2 separate regions of the Mus musculus genome follow, and region 1 is linked to region 2. The links are chromatin contacts, called in public HiChIP or PLAC-seq maps. All regions are on one chromosome and are shown on one strand. The core of a region is the stretch at or near the end of the contact, and the rest is flanking DNA. Distances in the headings are between cores, read along the strand shown. Region 1 holds the start of Efcab6 (EF-hand calcium binding domain 6). Region 2 overlaps Efcab6 (EF-hand calcium binding domain 6).

Region 1 (5,557 bases), core at 2,391-4,890, 190 kb after region 2:
CCCTGCTCAGAGGACTCCAGGCTGTGACAAGGTGGCAGCTTAAGCTAGCTAGGACACAGTATTTTTTTCTTGTGATGATTTATATGGCTTAGCTGAGTGTGGGTAGGTGTTCACACATCATCCAAAGCCTGCCTGGAGTTCAGGTATGAAAGTGGACACCTGCTTGCCAAGAACACAGGTTCTACTATCATACACTATAGGAGAAAAGACACACTCTGCTACTTCTCAACTTTGTGAAGTGCCTTAACCTGGCTCGCCCACTATAGATTTCATAGCTGAGAACTGAGGAGTAAATTTAAAAGGTATATGAGGACCAATAAGATAGCTTATTGGATAGAGACACTTGCCACGAAGCCTGACAACTTGGATTTGATCTCTGGGATTCACGTGGTGGAAGGAGAAAAGTGACTTGTGCAAGGTGTCCTCTGATTACTATGTGTGCTTGCACTAACATTCTCTCTCTCTCTCTCTCTCTCTCTCTCTCTCTCTCTCTCTCTCTCACACACACACACACACACACACACACAAATACACACATCCTCCACCACCACCACCACCACCGCCAACAACAACAACAACTGAATCTAATAACACTTTAAAATCTATCTCAGGTCCTCAGGGATGCCTGACACAGCAAGTGCTCAGTGCCCCCTATGGGAGCAGAGATCAAATCACAGACAACAAATGGTATCTGAAACCAGATAAAACAGAACAGCAGTAAGGGTCCAAACCTAGGACAGAACAAAGTGGAACTGAAGCGTGTGCATTGAGAGGGTCCTGTAGTGGAAGCAATGCATGCTGCCGGGGTCCTGAGAGTCACAGGTCTAGCCACCACCATGGGGTTCAAAAAACACACCCCTTCCCTTCTCAAGTTCTCTTCCTAAAGAGCATCCTAAAGAATACTATACAAAAAGTGAGTTAATGCTTTAATATATTATGGGAACCACACGTGTATCACCCTGCGGACCCACACAAAGTTTTTTTTCTTCTTTTTTTTTTCTTTTACAGGGTTTCTCTGTATAGCTCTGGCTGTCGTAGAACTCACTCTGTAGACCAGGCTGGCCTCGAACTCAGGAATCCACCTGCCTCTGCCTCCCGAGTGTTGGAATTAAAGGCGTGTGCCACCACACCCGGCTCAAAGGTTTTTTTTATACATGCATACTTTACAAAAGAAATTACATGAAGTATGTTAAGGGAAAAGGTGGCTGTTGGTGTCTTTTCTCCCAGTTACATCATCTACCGTCTATGGCTTACCTGTCAGTCCTGGCAGGGGGAGGAGCCATCAGGAAGTCACCCTGTGACTCTAAGCATCTATGACAGTGGTTCTCAACCTTCCTAATGCTGTGACCCTTTAATATAGTCCCTCATGTCGTGGTGACCCCAAACCAAAAAAACTATTTCATTGCTACTTCATAATTATAATTTTGCTACTGTTATGAGTCATAAGGTAAATATCTTAGGGTTTCTATTGCTGCCATGAAACACCATAACCAAAAAGCATGCTGGGGAGGAAAGGGTTTATTTGGCTTATACTTTCACCACAGAAGGAAGTCAGGACAGGAACTCAAGCAGGGCAGGGACCTGGAGGCAGGAGTTTATGTAAAAGTCATGGAGGAGTGCTGCTGTGATGGTTTATATTCTTGCACCAGGGAGTGGCACCATTTGGAGGTGTGGCCTTGTTGGAATAGGTGTGACCTGGTTGGAGTAGGTGTGTCACTGTGGGTGTGGGCTTAATACTCTCACCCTAGGTGCCTGGAAGTCAGTCTTCTACTAGCAGCCTTTGGAAGAAGATGTAGAAATCTTAGCTCTGCCTGTGCCATGACAGCCTGGATGATGCCATGCTCTCACCTTGATGATAATGGACTGAACCTCTGAACCTGTAAGCCAGCCCCAATTAAATGTTGTTTTCTAAATAAGACTTGCTTTGGTCATGGTGTCTGTTCACAGCAGTTAAACCCTAACTAAGACAGCTGCTTACTGGCTTGCTTCTCCTGGCTTGTTCAGATTGCTTCCTTATAGAACCCAGGACCACCAGCCCAGAGATGGCCCCACCCACTCTGGGCTGAGCCTTCCTGCCTCTGATCGAAAATTAAGAAAATGCCCTACAGCTAGCTGTCATGGGGGCCTTTCCTCAACTGAAGCACCTTCCTCTCTTGACGATTCTAACTTGTGTCAAGTTGACCCACAACCAGCCTGGATAATATCTATATGCAGAGTATCTGATATGCAACCCCCGGGTTGAGAACCCTTGCTCTATGAGCTTGCTACAGACCAATGAGGTAGCTTTATTAGAGTAATTACTTCATTAGCATCAAGTGGCTGAACAGGTCTGCAGAACTGGTTCTATTTGGGGGTGCTGATTAGCTGTCAGGGTCACAGCATAGGTGCTCAACTTCTGTATGGCTGGAAATGGGTGGGGGACACAGAATACAAAGTAGAAGTGCAAATAAAATTAGCATGCAAGATAACAAATATAAGGTAAGCTTTGTGGGTTTCTTCATTTTGAGACAGGGTTTCAGGTAGCTCAGGCTATAACTTGAGATCCTCCTGCCTCGGTCTCTCAAATTCTGGGATTGCATGTGTACACCACCATGTCCAGCTTCAGTAAGCATTTCTTCTAAATTAAAAAAAAAATTCCTACCTTAAACCAAGCACGAAAATGAACGTAAATAAAGCCAACACACAGATGACTCCAGTGAATTCTTTTTCCTCCCATTCATAGGCTGGACAGAAAACACCCATTCACATACACCCAAGGAGCCAACGGCAGGTTCGTTTTCCACTCCCTGGAGCTTAGGCAAAGAAATGTTTATTGAACTGAAGGCAACGGATTAAAGACCAAAATGAAGTGTGGTTTGTAAAGATAGGATTTATTTACCGTATTTCTCTAAGTTCACTATTCAAGGATAGATACAATTTAAGAGAAATAGGTGTTTTCCCCAGGGTGATATAGAAGCCCTTTGGAAGAGGCAGACTTGTGGAAAGTAAATATTTTCAGGAGGAGGAAGGTCATTTCTGTGAGGTTAAGGCCAGCCTGGTCTACACAGCAAGTTTTAGGCTACCCAGGGCTACATAGTGAGACCTTCTAAAAATAAATAAAACAAAACTTTTTTTTTTTTTTTAGGAGGGAAAGAAAAGGGAGTGGAAGGGTGAACTGGGGGGCCAGCCTTCAGCCTGAAAGCTTAGAACATTTCACGAAGTGCTTTCTTTCATATGGAATGTGGGCAATGGGGTTAACTGATATAGAACATGGCTGTGGAAGGCAGCGTTTGCCTGGAAGCAGAGTGAGGCGGTTCTGCCTTTGCTACTTGCTACTTGTGTGGTTAACAGGTCTTTCACCCAAGTCCTCCTCAGGACTAAGCAGAGAACGTTGTGTTCAGGATCTAGGTGGGGCGCAAATGAGCAGGGTAAGGAACGCTGCAAGCCAGGAGAAATCGGAGACCGAACCTCCCGCGGGGCCCGCCGCCCGCGCGCTCCCCCGCGCCCCTCGTTTCGCTCCTCACAGCCCCGCACTGCCCTGGTCCTCCGGGCCCCGCGCGCTCCCCCTCCTTACCCGGCTTGGTGGTCACCAACTCAGCCGCCAACTCTCCTGCTGCAGACCTGGCCGCTGGGTCCCAGAAGCAGGCATGAGCCAAGTCTTCAGGACGCTGTTGCCCCAGCAACCAGGGTACGTCCCAGGTGGATGGTAAATCCCCGCCCCCGACAAGTAGAGGAGTTGCGATTGGCCAAGGAGGCGGAGCCAGACAAGATTCGGGCCTAGGAAGGACTTCCTCCGGAAATGCTGTCCCTGGGAGAGGTGTGGGGTGTATCCCTCTTTTCTGTTTTTATTGTTATTATGTTGGATTTCTTTGTGATTGAAGCCGTGTCCCATGGACCTGCCCCACCTCTGAGAAGCAGAGTTATTTATCTTTACATTCTTATAGCAAAATATTCTTGTGTTCTTTTTCTTGTATAATTGCTATATTCATCAGAATTATATAAGCCTATTTACATATGCATATATAATCTGTGTGCGAATATGCACTTACTCAAATACATTATCGTCTCAAAAATAGTTATGTTGCAATTAAAAATAAGAAAGTAATGTTTAATTTTGCCCTCAAAAGATTACATTTATGTGTTTGAGTATGTGTCTGCCTGTGTGTTATGTGTACCGTGTGCATGCAATGCCCACAGAGGCCAGGTGAGGGCGCTAGAGTTACAGGTGGTTGTGGGCTGCCATGTGGGTGCTGGGAATCAAGCTGGGTCCTCTGCAGGAGCAGCAAGTGCTCTGAAGCACTGAACCATCTCTCTAGCCCTTGTGGATAATGAATCCAGCTTCCCCATGCCATACTTTCTGAGTGCTAGCTGGATGTCTGGTGAGCAAGATTAACTTAGAATTAGCATGTCTGGCAGAGGCCTATTTGTCTACTGTAGGGCATGACTCTACAAACACAAGACCTGCTTGCTTTGCCTACCACTATCTTTGGACTCCACCTTGTGCCAGTACATGGCATGGTATACAACCATAAGGCCCTCACAAATAAATTAGTACCAAGAGTACCCTAGACCTAGTCATCACGAGGGATGACAGTACTGATGTCATCAGTAATGGTCCTTCTCCCTGGCTCTGTGGAGTTCCCTTCTTAAGACACTGTCAGAGTTTGTATTCCTACACAAAACATCATGTCCAAGATGGGGAAGAGAGAGAGTTTATTCAGCTTACACTTCCACATTGCTGTTCATCACCAAAGGAAGTCAGATCAAGAACTCACACTGGGCAGGAACTTGGAGGCAGGAGCTGATGCAGAGGCCATGGAGGAATGCTGCTTACAGACTTGCCTCCCCTGGCCTGCTCAGCTTGCTTTCTTACAGAACCCAGGGATGGCACCACCCACAATGGGCCCTCCTCCCACCCTTGATCAATAATTGAGAAAATGCCTTACAGCTGGATTTCCTCGAGGGAGGCTCCTTTCTCTGTGATAACTCCAGCTTGTGTCAAGTTGGCACACAAAACCAGCCAGTACAGACAGACACCCGTGTAAGTACTTTATGTCTAGTTCAGTCTGCTCCACAGGACGCTGATGAGATAGGTCCAGTGGAAACACACACACACGATATTTTGTCCAAGGATTCACAGCTGATCAAGTCAGGTCCAGAACGAGAATCCACAGACCTGAGTCCACAGGCCCCACTTACAGACTTCCTGACTTCTTATTTGGAGAGGAAGTCACAGCCTCATGGGTAAGATACCCAGCACATATCTTTGCCAGCAGGTGAATTAATGAGTACTGTGCCCTATGCTGCACAACTGGACCCTAAGTAGCCCCTGCCCCTGGCCTATTTAAGGAGAAAGCAATCTCTCCTGCCCACTACCAGGCTGACACATTTATCCCTCTAATTGAATGACCAGGCCTCCCGTCATTAGGAAATAGCATCCATACACCCCTGACAAACATGCCATATGTTCATAATTTCTTTGACACCTTCTCTTGTCCCAAAAGAGAACTGCTTTTCAGAGAGTCCAACGCCTGTACTGGTTGTCCTGGGTCCCTTCACAGAGGGCTATGTGTTAGCC
Region 2 (5,343 bases), core at 651-3,150:
GTGGGAAGCATACAGAGATGCCAACCGACTTTTCTGAGTCACATAGCTGGACAGGTGCACAGCTGGTCAGGTGCAAAGCTACCCAGGTGCACAGCTGGTCAGGTGCAAAGCTACCCAGGTGCACAGCCCTGAGTTATTTTTATTATCTGCAAGCATCTTTCTTACTTGCTAGGGGTGTCTGTTCTGGGGCAGGGGTGGAAATCACAACGTACTGAGAGGTCCTCCATCACGATAAGGCTGAATGCAGACTTTCCCTAACTCCACAGACCTGCCTGTAAGGAGAGGCTGTGGTCTGTCACCTGAAGCAACAGCCAGGCAGACCGAGCTCTGATGGTAGATAGCTAGCAACACATTTCACACAGAGCCCTGACAGCCCATCAGCGCAAACTCAGCACTGGCGCTGTTCTCCCGCCCCTCGGCACCCCCCTCCCCCTCTCTCTTGGAGGGTGGACTGTACCCACAGGTGTCCAAGCCGTGTCCCCTCCCCCCGATCACGGAGCTCGGCACCCCCCTCCCCCTCTCTCTTGGAGGGTGGACTGTACCCACAGGTGTCCAAGCCGTGTCCCCTCCCCCGATCACGGAGCTCGGCACCCCCCTCCCCCTCTCTCTTGGAGGGTGGACTGTACCCACAGGTGTCCAAGCCGTGTCCCCTCCCCCGATCACGGAGCTCTGGAGACCTGGATTCCTCTGTGTGTGAGGTAAGTTTTTATCATGTGGGTGAGCCAGGTCGTGGAAACAAGATGGCGGTTAAGTGGTACTTAGTGCTCTTGAAACCATCGCCAACATGACTGGCATGGCATGCTGCCCCGGGATACAACCCAGAGAGGGAAATTGATGTCAATCATTTCTGTACCAGATGATTGCAGATGCAGGAGACTGGGGAGCTGGGATTCATTTTAACAGCAAAAGGGACACAGAGCTCACCGGGACTGAAATGTTCACAGTTGTTACAGTAACAGAGGCTTCTGTGAGTTTCAGTATGGTTTACAACAAACTAAGACCCCAGCAGGGCGTGCAAGCTCACACAGGTGCTCCCAGCAATGGGGAGGCAGAAGAAGATCAACCCAAGTCCAAGGTCTGTTTTCTCTACAAAGCAAGTTCCAGGTTATTAAGGGCTATCTAGGGGTAGCTTATGGATGAGGGAGAAAGGAAGGAGAACGGAGGAGGAAGGGGAGGGTGAAGGAAGAGAAAGAAGGAGGAAAAGAAAGGGGGAGGGGGAAATTACCTTAAACATTAAGAAAAAAATAAGTGCAGTGCAGGACTGTCTGCTCTGATACCTGCTTGGGTGAGTGGCCGCACTCTTACCTGCTCGTCTGTCAGGATCTGTATGTGGCGGGTGCAGATGGACCTGAACTCGTCTCTGGAAACCGTGTTGCTTTTCAGGGTGTCGAAGTTCTCAAACTCCTGGACAATCGTGTGGTAGTGAGACGCTACTGCCTTCTGCACTCGTGCCACGATGTCTCTGTGGGCTGTTTCTTTGGGGGACATGGGGGGCGGGGCCTTGGGCATGTTCTCTGCCCAGTCGTCAGCAGTCTGCAGAGAACAGAATGAAAACTGATCAGCTGGGTGAACAGGAGGACGCCTCTTGTCTCTGGGTGCAGGGAGGCAACGCTTAATGGGAAAGAGAGGAGAGCAGATGCGTCATGATTTCTAACAACAGGTCAGTCCAGCTGTGTGGAAGTCCAGGCTCACTTGCCAGGAAAGTGGTCCCCAGGGTGACACTCTGCCCTTGGAAGGTGGGCTGAGAAGCCCAAGGGGGCGAATGCACCATAAACTCTCTCCTGTTCCCTCTTGATGACTGTTTCTCTGGGTTCGTTTAACACATCCAAGGGCTGGGGGACTTGGCTGGGTTAGTAAAATGCTAACCACATTAGGTTAGCAAAAGGACTGCCCAGAAAGCTCATCTGTGAGTGGAGCTGTCCAGGGTGCTGGGGAGCCTAGCATTGATGTACAACCTGGGCCAGGATCAGGGATTTCCTGGCGGGAGGCAAAGGCTCATTATAATTATAAGCAAGTGAAGGACTTGCAGTTGGGGCCCTCACAGGAGGACTGAACCCTACGTTCAGTGTATACCACTTCACTATGGGGATAAATGGACTGGATAAATGGACACTCACGAAATATCATCAAAGGGGCTGGGAAAATAGACAGGGACTCTCATTTTATTTGGGGGGCTGGCGGGGCAGGTCAGGACTCTGGGGAGACTGGGCACCATGCTTCAGCCAGGCTTGGGAGACCCAAAAGGTGAAAGTGTGTGTTAGTAAAGGTTTTAGCCTCCTGCAAGGAAGGAAACAGCTTTGACAAGTACCTCCTTGCTGAGTGTGCCAAACCTCCTGAAGCTAGGTAGGCCTGGAGGCAGAAGTTGATGCTCTGCTGGCAAAGGAGACCTGGCCAGTGATAGCCAAAGGGCAAGAGAATCCAATGCTGGCCCTGACCCTGGCCCTGGCCCTGCTGTATCTTGATGACGGTCTTATCACGATCCTTGCTTTGACACTGGCTCTTACTGTGGATACCGGTACTGTGCAAGGCTATCAGCAGACTGACAATGCATGCTCCCAACTAGTATTCCAACTTGGCCACACTTTAAGTAACCCAGCAGTGATGTCTGCACTTTGTTGCTGCTGGGCGGCACCTTTTATGAAACTAGCAAACCCCAACAGCAGCTGGGAGTGTCTCAGGAAGCACAGACCACGCACCTCCACTCGGACCCCAGCCCCGATCACCCACAGGTACCAGAGTCGTCCGCATGCAAGCTCCCCTGCCCTTCCATGGCGGGGGGTGGGGTGGGGTAGGGGGGTGGCGGTCAGCACCCACAGAGCAGAGGGCGGAGCCCTGCCTCCAAGCCCAAAAGCACACTTGAAACACTGTGAGAGCTTAGTATGAGAGAAAGGCAGGCCCGGGGCTAGCCTCTACTGCACTCCTCCTCTGCTGGGCTGGGAGGCCCTTCAAGAAAGTCTTGCCCGTGAGTTGCCTGTCTCCTCCTTTACTGACGGGGAATAAAACTGACCCAACTGTGAGGTGATGGTCGTGAATCAATGACTCTGGGCAGTTGCTTCTCTCCTTCTACCTTTACACGGGCCCCAGTGACTAAATTCGGGTCTCCAGGCTTGAGCTACATTGGCCTCTGTCAGTCTTAAATAGTCAGGCTTCATTTCCTTATTTTGTGACCCATCTATGTAGCCCAGGCTGGCCTCACTCAGCATCCCCATGCCTCAAGCTTCTTTGGGATGGGGTGGCAAATTTGTACCTCCATGCCTTACCTACTATACCCATTTTTAACAAAACCTGCTTCTTGAGATAAGAAAATGGAGAAGAACTCGCTGGAGACATCGCCACTGTTAGACAGACAGGTGGACTAGAAAAGTCTCCAAGTGATTTAGGCAAGTGGTCCAATTTGAATGCAAACTGCAAGAGCCATACCTGCCCCTGAGAGGCACTAGCTGTGACAAGTTACAAGCCCAAGTGAGGAGCGTTCCGATGACAGGCTACTGAACCCAGGGGTGAGAGATCCTGAGAGAAACGGAGCTTCCTGAAAGAAATCCGCATTTACTGCGACTGGGATGAGTGGACAGCGAGGCCATGATCCTGATCGAGAGAGTCGGATTCAAGCCACAAGCCCCATTCAAGTTCCAAAAAAATAAACCCTCTCTGGGGCCTGGGGAGAGAGATCAGAGAGACCGCTCAGTGGGTAAAGTACCTGCCACAGAGGCACACAAGGAACTGAACTAGATCCTCAGGTCTTACCCTAAGAGGAGGGAAGGATGGTGTGCCCCTACAATCCCAGAATGGGGGAAATGGGGACAGGGGCACCCCTGAGGTTCATGGGTCAGCCAGCATAGCATACCATAGACTAATGGATTCTCAGGCCAGTGAGAGATCCTATCTCCAACAAGGTAGATGGCTCCTAAGGAATAATGGCTGAGGTTGTACACACAGTCTCCCTCTCTCCCTCCCCTCCTCCTCTCCACACACACCTTCACTGGATAGATATATGGGGATGGGAATCAATAGACATTTTGACAATTACAACAATGACCGAAATAGACGCTGTCATCACTTCTCAGCCTTTTGGCTAAGGTCAAGTGAAAAATACATTGTCATACACTTTTAGAGAAGGCGTGACCACAAGAGACTGAAGCTGGCTGTACCTGTGACCTAGTGAGAGTCACAGAGCTTGGCTGAGACTCGTCCACCCTGTGTTGGCGGGCATTGGCTTTGCCCACTGGTGACGGAGCATCAGCCCCTTCCATTGGAGCCTTTGATCAAGAGGCCTGTTTGCCTAGACAGCACTATAGACAGCAGTGCGGCTGCCTTATGTAGACGGCTTCAGTGAGGGGCGGAGCTCAAACAAGGCTCATCAGTTTCATCAAAGATGACCCTTTCCCCCTGAGCATCAAAGCGTGACCCTCTATGGCTTCTGCCTCAGCTCCTGGGAGCTCTACATTCAGCCCCCAAGGCCTGCAGCCGCCGCCTGTGCCGACTATTTGCTGACTTCCATCCACGTCAGCTCAAGCCCTGGTCTCACCTCACTCTGATAGTCTCTGGAGCCCATGTTCGGGTATGCTCCTCTGAGCAGGCTCTTTGCCAGATGCATTGGCCTGATCAAGGCCAGACCCTTATGAGCCCCAGGACAAGCTTCACAATGGGCCCTGCATTCTGTGACCTCACCCACCCTGTTCCAGCTGAGGGCTCCTGCTGGCCCAGGGGACACCAGAGCTACCGCACTGCCCCGGGGAACTGCGTACTTTGTCTCCATTTCTCCTCCAGTCTGTGGCATCTTGGAGCCTCACCCACCCATACCCTCCCTCATCAGTTTCCTGTCACACTTCTCTCTGATGCTCTCTCCACTCACTTTTGCTCTCTCACTCTGACTTCGCAGAGAGCAAGGGCCCCTTGTCCTCTGTCTCCCAGGGGGAGAGTTCCCCAGGAGTTAGGGGAGTTATTGGGGGCACAGGGGAACCAAGGAACAAGCAACAGTTATACAATGATGCCTGCATTGTCAGTGGTCTAATGAGGGGGTGGGTGGGATTCTGCCTGCTCTGGGTGGTGGTCGGGGATCGACTATCAGGAGGCAAGGAAACGGAAAAGCAGAAAGACTCTGCTTTAGCCAACTGGAAACTCTGATCATTTCCACGCTAGTGAGAAGGAATGTAACCAAACCAGAAAGCATTCCTGCGGATCCTCTTTAGAAAACAAAAGAGAGAAAATTAACAAGGTATATAAAGCTTCGGCAATAATGAGTAACCTTATGTGCCTGGTTAGGGGCAACGTGCTATTTCTATAGATGCTAGATGGTTCCAAACAAACACTTAGCAAGAGAGCATCTATAATGCAGGAGAATGA

The links. HiChIP or PLAC-seq counts read pairs in DNA pulled down with a chosen protein or histone mark.
Region 1: a contact with region 2 is called in an H3K4me3 HiChIP or PLAC-seq map of craniofacial prominence, with 4 times the contacts expected there. The contact joins the promoter of Efcab6 here to the enhancer-like site in region 2. A contact is called at or near these places in 1 of 39 promoter capture datasets (pre-B cells), 2 of 115 datasets of contacts at active chromatin or transcription factors (craniofacial prominence and embryonic basal ganglia) and 3 of 9 other capture datasets (adipose tissue, embryonic stem cells and pancreatic islet).

The regions. Positions count from the first base shown.
Region 1 is chr15:84,061,709-84,067,265 of GRCm38.p6, forward strand. It overlaps Efcab6 (EF-hand calcium binding domain 6), which reads right to left and starts at 3,641. Exons shown (of 32, transcript NM_029946.4): 1 at 3,554-3,641.
Region 2 is chr15:83,878,126-83,883,468 of GRCm38.p6, forward strand. It overlaps Efcab6 (EF-hand calcium binding domain 6), which reads right to left. Exons shown (of 32, transcript NM_029946.4): 27 at 1,306-1,533. Among named protein-coding and RNA genes, the nearest start is that of Gm41372, 22 kb to the left of the region's middle. Within about 2 kb of position 1,901, at least 12 of the 459 cell types and tissues checked have an H3K27ac peak or open chromatin away from gene starts, as enhancers often do. A contact at or near this core is called in craniofacial prominence, where this site is marked.